2 separate regions of the Mus musculus genome follow, and region 1 is linked to region 2. The links are chromatin contacts, called in public Micro-C maps. All regions are on one chromosome and are shown on one strand. The core of a region is the stretch at or near the end of the contact, and the rest is flanking DNA. Distances in the headings are between cores, read along the strand shown.

Evidence for each region. Hi-C and Micro-C count contacts between places; a contact is called where the count stands out from the background.
Region 1: a Micro-C map of embryonic stem cells shows a contact between it and region 2, with 4 times the contacts expected there. The contact joins the promoter of Kcnma1 here to the promoter of A330001L22Rik in region 2. A contact is called at or near these places in 2 of 39 promoter capture datasets (both in embryonic stem cells), 6 of 484 Hi-C or Micro-C datasets (all in embryonic stem cells), 4 of 115 datasets of contacts at active chromatin or transcription factors (astrocytes, embryonic stem cells and forebrain) and 1 of 9 other capture datasets (embryonic stem cells).

The regions. Positions count from the first base shown.
Region 1 is chr14:24,002,811-24,005,812 of GRCm38.p6, reverse strand. Kcnma1 (potassium large conductance calcium-activated channel, subfamily M, alpha member 1) reads left to right here and starts at 1,608. Exons shown (of 28, transcript NM_001253364.1): 1 at 1,608-2,065. The coding sequence starts at 1,688. 4930519K11Rik (RIKEN cDNA 4930519K11 gene) reads right to left here and starts at 822. Exons shown (of 3, transcript NR_131107.1): 1 at 676-822; 2 at 359-518; 3 at 1-132.
Region 2 is chr14:21,988,185-21,991,001 of GRCm38.p6, reverse strand. A330001L22Rik (a long non-coding RNA gene) reads right to left here and starts at 1,527. Exons shown (of 2, transcript XR_001781181.2): 1 at 1-1,527. Zfp503 (zinc finger protein 503) reads left to right here and starts at 1,401. Exons shown (of 3, transcript NM_145459.3): 1 at 1,401-1,977; 2 at 2,718-2,817.

The DNA of each region.
Region 1 (3,002 bases), core at 359-2,858, 2.0 Mb before region 2:
CACAGGAAAAAGTTGTGGTCCAGCTGCCAGCCTGGAGAAGTGTCCAGAGGGAGGAAGTTTCTGTGTGCAACGATAGGGGGACTGGGGGTGGGGCGGGGGACAGGGGCTGCTGAACAATCCTGGACTCCTTCCCTTTAAAGGGGAGAAACGGGAGACCAGAAATGTAGAAAGGCAAGCCTGAATGCAGAGTACCCGTCATCCATTTGCCCTTCCCACACGAGTCTAAAGAACTAGGAAGCAGCCCTTTAAGAAACCTCCTTTTCTACCCAGTTTGTTCCACACCAACCACCAGGCTGCTGTCATCTTTGCTTAATAAGGAAACAACAAACAAACAAACAACAACAACCAACAAACCCACCTGCAGCTGTCAGAGGTCACAGACTACCAACAGACTTCCAGATGCCCCAGTTGTTCATCAGCAACTCACAACGTGGCATCTTGGAAACGAAAGAGTGAACTCTCTGTCAGCAGGTGTACTGTACTGGCTAGGGTCTTCCTTAGTCTCCAAGCCTTAGAATCTAGGGGCAATAAGTCCACTGAATCTAGCTGACAACCAGCCACTCCTCTCCCTATTAGGGGCCCCTTTGGGAAAACCGGCCTACCCCAGACACCTGGTGGTTTCCCCTTCTGGTACCCTGCTGAGCCTAGAGGGGCGCAACACCTGCAAAGTCCTACCTCTAGGCTGGTGGCGCTATACTCTACATCCTGGAAGATGGGGGGCCGCATGCCCCACCACTGCCAAATGACCTGCTGCCCCTACACAGCCCCAAGCCGAGGCGAGTTAGCCCGGTAAGCCTCCTCCCCTCCCGCTTCGGGCTGTTTGAGCCCGCGCCCGCTCCAGTTGCTGCAGCTGCCACTGCTGGCGGCTGCGGGGCGCGCGGGGCGCGCGCCGAAGAGGCTCGGGCTGCGAGAACGGGGACGAGGAGGAGCCCGAGGAGGCAAGGAGGAAGAAGCGAGCGGAGGCCGAGGAAGCTCAGGGTCACAGAGACCCGGCCCGAAGGGGTCCCGCAGAGCATCGGCTAGCTGGCCGCGGAGGCAGGGCAGACCGCCGCAACCAACCTGCCGCGGCCCCGCGAGCACAGGAGGCGGCGATCCAGGAGCGGAGCGCAGCCCCGGGGAGGAAGGGTGGCGCGGGCACGCCCGGTCGGGAGGGCGCGGATTCTCCGATCCTAAGGAGCTGTCGCCTCATCACCCGAGAGAGCTGTGCGGGGACGGGCGGGAGACCCCGGGCCCGGGCGCAGCGCACACGCGTGGCGCACGCCAGGCGGGCCGGGCGGCGCCGAGGGTACGCGGGATCGCGCTCACGGAGCTTCGGGAGGCACAGACCCCGGGCGCGGACCGCCCGCGGCGCCCCCTGGGCTCTCGGTGCTCCGCGCAGCCCCGGGGGCGATCGGGGCCGGGGTCGGGGAGTGGGAGCCACCCTCCCTCATCCCCTCCCCCCCCCGGGCCGGCCGGCAGCCCGGGGGAGGGCGGGCGGCGGCGCTTGGCTGTATATATCTCCGCACACCCTGCCAGGTCGCGCACAGCGCCCCGAGCCCAGGCGCCTCCCCGCCCCCCTCCCGGCGCTCCGCGGCGGCGGCGGCAGCGGCAGCAGTAGCAGCAACATGGCTGTTGATGGGTGTTCGGGGTGGCGCTGGCGGCGGGAGGAGCTCCCTCGAGCCCCTGCGCCTGCCGCCCATTGCTAGCTATGGCAAACGGTGGCGGCGGCGGCGGCGGCAGCAGCGGCGGCGGCGGCGGCGGCGGCGGAGGCAGCGGTCTTAGAATGAGCAGCAATATCCACGCGAACCATCTCAGCCTAGACGCGTCCTCCTCCTCCTCTTCCTCCTCCTCTTCTTCTTCTTCCTCCTCCTCTTCCTCCTCGTCCTCGGTCCACGAGCCCAAGATGGATGCGCTCATCATACCGGTGACCATGGAGGTGCCGTGCGACAGCCGGGGCCAACGCATGTGGTGGGCTTTCTTGGCCTCCTCCATGGTGACTTTCTTCGGGGGCCTCTTCATCATCTTGCTCTGGCGGACGCTCAAGTACCTGTGGACCGTTTGCTGCCACTGCGGGGGCAAGACGAAGGTAACGCGCGCCCCGGGCGCCCGCCCCTGCGCCATCCCAGCCGTTTCTCGGCGTCCCCCGCAGCCCACCTCTTAGCTCCGCACTGTGTCTTGCCTCCTGCTGTCCCTGCCAGCCTTGTCCCCGCCGCTTGCCCTTCCCTCCCCTCTCCTTGTGCCCTCGGATTGTGCGCCAGGGGTGAGGAGTTGACCCCAGCAGGTGCGCTCCAGGACGCAGACCCCCGCTTTAGTTCTCTGTTTATTGTAGGGCTATTGGTGACTATGGCCGGACCCGGGTTGGGGGGACATGTGTCTCTTGGGCACGTTGTTGCGGAGTGTGGAGAAGGAACCTTGCAGGGACACAGGAAGCTGAAAGACCCTGGGTGCGTGCGGGACACCACTCACTGGCTGCGGCCAGACTCCTCACGGTGGACTAGTTGGGACAGATCAGCTCATACTTTTGTTGTTGTTGTTGTTGTTGTTGTTGTTGAGGAAATCAGTTCCTGGGGTCCCAAAGAAGGGGGAATCCTTTGAGCTAGGGAGAAAATCTTTTGCATCTGGGAATTCTGGGGGGGAAATCATGGAGAAAGTGGGGGCCCACGGATCAATAAAAAGTTGGGAAGACCCATCCTAGAATGGGGTCAATCTATGGAGAGTCACTTTCTAAAAGTGGCATGGTTGCAAGTCTGATGTCACCGCCCACTCCATCCCTTACATTTTCTTTGTGGAACATTACCCTACCCCAAGTACTTTTGCCACCTCTACACTCCCCTCCCAGGCCATCAACTTTGGATCCCCACAAATACAGCCAGCAGCTCCAATCTGTAGCACCAGGGCTGCACTCCTAAGAGTCCAAGGGACCTCTGCTTCACTAAGCCCCCTTTTGGCACTTGATGTGGCTAGAAGTCGTCTTAAGCTATTCCTGGCAGAGTCGCCCACAGTGTTAGGACTCACATCTCAGA
Region 2 (2,817 bases), core at 278-2,777:
TCCACAGCTTACTCGGCCTTCAGAGATTTGGCCTCCCTTGAGAGGTGCGCAGGCTCAGATGCTGGTGCCTCCCCAAAGCCCGGGGAACGCAGACCCCCAGGCGCCCCCGTGCGCTCCGACCTTCGGAGTTGAGTTTTAACGCGGCAGTCGGAGCTCACGGAGCCCGGCGGCGCACACCGGTGAGCGCATGTAATCTACGTGGGACGAGAGCCATTCCACGATTCTACCAGTCTTGAAGAGCTGGGGTGGCCTCCCTTGAACTGCCCAGCGCAATGAGAAAACTACTGGAATTGGAGGAAAAGAGACAAACTGAGCCTAGAAACTGAACCCCCGGAGCGAAGAGGACACCCTAGGCCCGCGCTTGCTCCTGCTCTCCTCAGTTCTGTCCACAGCGTCAACTCTCACTCTCCAGGCCTATGAAAGAGGCCAATATGGCAGGTGGCCCAAGGCCTAGCTTCCTATGCTAGGACCACAGGAGCTGACCAGAGGGTGACACCTTTAGAGCCATACAGTGGGAGACACCGGCAGGCACTAACACCCCGCAGGCTGCAAGCAGCTTCAGAGACCTTACCCGGCAGAGTTTGGGGTTGCCATTCTGCCAAAACGTAAGCTGGACTTCTTACTCCAGAGATCATTCAGGCACCTTCACAAAGGTGCCTGTGATCTTGCCATAGTCTCACAAATTTACCTTTCTCAATTGTCGCAGGAGGATCACAAACAGCCAATGTTCTTAACACACACACACACACACACACACACACACACACACACACCAGCCCCAGCCGCTCTTCTTTCCAAATTACCATTAATCGAGTTACCATCCCATTAACTTTGCCAACCTAAGGAATCAAGGAATAAAATCAAAACTCTGTGAAAGAATACTTACGAGAAAATTATATAACTCACCCCCACCCCAGAAAGTTCTCGTTATCCGCGTGGACAGAAACAGAAGGGAAGGGGGACTGGGATGGTAGGAAAGAAATAGGCTGGCAAACAGAAGGAAAAGTCCCCTGAGCGTGCCCGGTTCAGCTCAGGGTGCGCGGTGGTCCGAACCCGGTCTCCAGGCTGGGCCCCCGCCCCTGCGCAGGGCGCAGATCGGCTCCTGGCTCCCAGCTCTCCCAGCCCCACCATTTATCAAAAGGACTTGACAACAAAAGAAGAGCTCTGCGGAAAAGTGGGGGGAGGGGAAATTCAAAGTCTCCCAAGTCCCTCCGAGCAAGGGGGTGTGTCCTCTTCTCACCCCCTTCTACTTTCTACGAGTTTCTGGGAGTAACCCCGGAGCGGACGTTATGGAAGTCGCCCAGCGGCACAGGAGTGCATACGCACTGTGCACCCAGATCCAGGTACAAGTCAGCATGCACAGCGCCTCCCCTCTTCTTTCCAAACAGCCCGAGCGACGGCGCAAATCGAGGGGAACGCCGAAGTCCCGCTCCGCTTCCCTGGAAGAACCGGTTTCCACAGGCAGCCGCCCCTCCCTCTCGCGTTCCTTCCCTCTCCTCTCCCCGCATAGGTCAGTCCTGTCTGGATGGTCTACATCATGCCGTCCAGCAGCCCGATTAAGTCCCGGCTCCCAGGACTGTCGGGATGGCCAGCGGAGGGTAGTGGCGAAGGACCCGGGAGAGGAGGAGAGCGAGCCTGAGACCTGTTTGCCTATGCACATGGTCAGGCCTCTTCTCTTGAGCTATTCAACTCTCGCTACGAACACGGGTCACAGAATTAAGGAGGTTTATTCTACAAGTAACCTCCAGAACTCGGGCTATATTTGATGGCATGGCTCTTTGGAAAGAAATTCCCGAGTCTGGGGTGGGAACACTACCGAGGTCGACAACTGGACATCCTCAAGTTACATTCCCGGGAGGGATTATGCCAGAGAGGCGGGAAACCTCCGCGTTAGACGTCGCCTCCAGCGTCGTTCTTAGGTACTCAGCAGACCCGAACTGGGCGACCCGGATTGACCGAAGCACCCAAAGGTAGAAGGTGTGTCTGTCTCCACAACCCCAAGAGGGAGTGAGCACATCCCAGGCCGGTGCTCCAGACTAGGAGTCCTGGGTGCACCTGCGCACTTTACTCTCACTATTTCATTTTCCTGACTGTGGACGCCCCTTTCCCCTCTTTCTTTTTCTTACACACCCTCCACACACACAAACACACACACAGGTGCCAGGAGGCTGCTGCTCTTTCCCCCTCCTTCAGTTTCTTCTCGGTCTCTTCCTTCCTCTGTCTCACTCTAGGTCTCTCTTTTTCCCTTCAAGTCTCACCCGCCTTGTAATCAGCAACAAAAGCTGACATAAATCACGGGCAGATTGACAAGAGCTGACAAATAACTGATTGATTGCGGTCGAGGCACATTGACAATTGATGGAGGGGTGGAGATGCCCAGAGAAACAGGGGGTGCGGGGGGGGGGGAGAGTAGCAAGACGAAAGCAAGAATGGGGGGGGGGCTGAAGTGTGAAACAGGGGAAACATGTGACCCCCCGCTCAAGCCCCAATCTGAGCGTCCTTCGGTGTCACGTGACCGGGAAGGGCGGAGAGCCCGGCGCACGTCGCGAGGACGAGCAGCCACCGCCTCCGTTGCCCTTCTAGCTTCTGGTTTCTCTGCTGCTGAACCTCTGGAAATCCAAGCGGGCGGGCAGACTTTCTGCAGCATCGACTTTCCTTACCCGGGTGGCCGCGCCACGCAAAATCTTAATTTCTGAAAAGATTTTTTTTGTATACAGGCTCCCACTCATCCCTGGAGTTGACTGTTCAGCAGGTATCCACATTACCGCCTGCGTTTCTTCTCCCGAAGTCTGTTAACACTCCCTCCCTCCAAAGGTT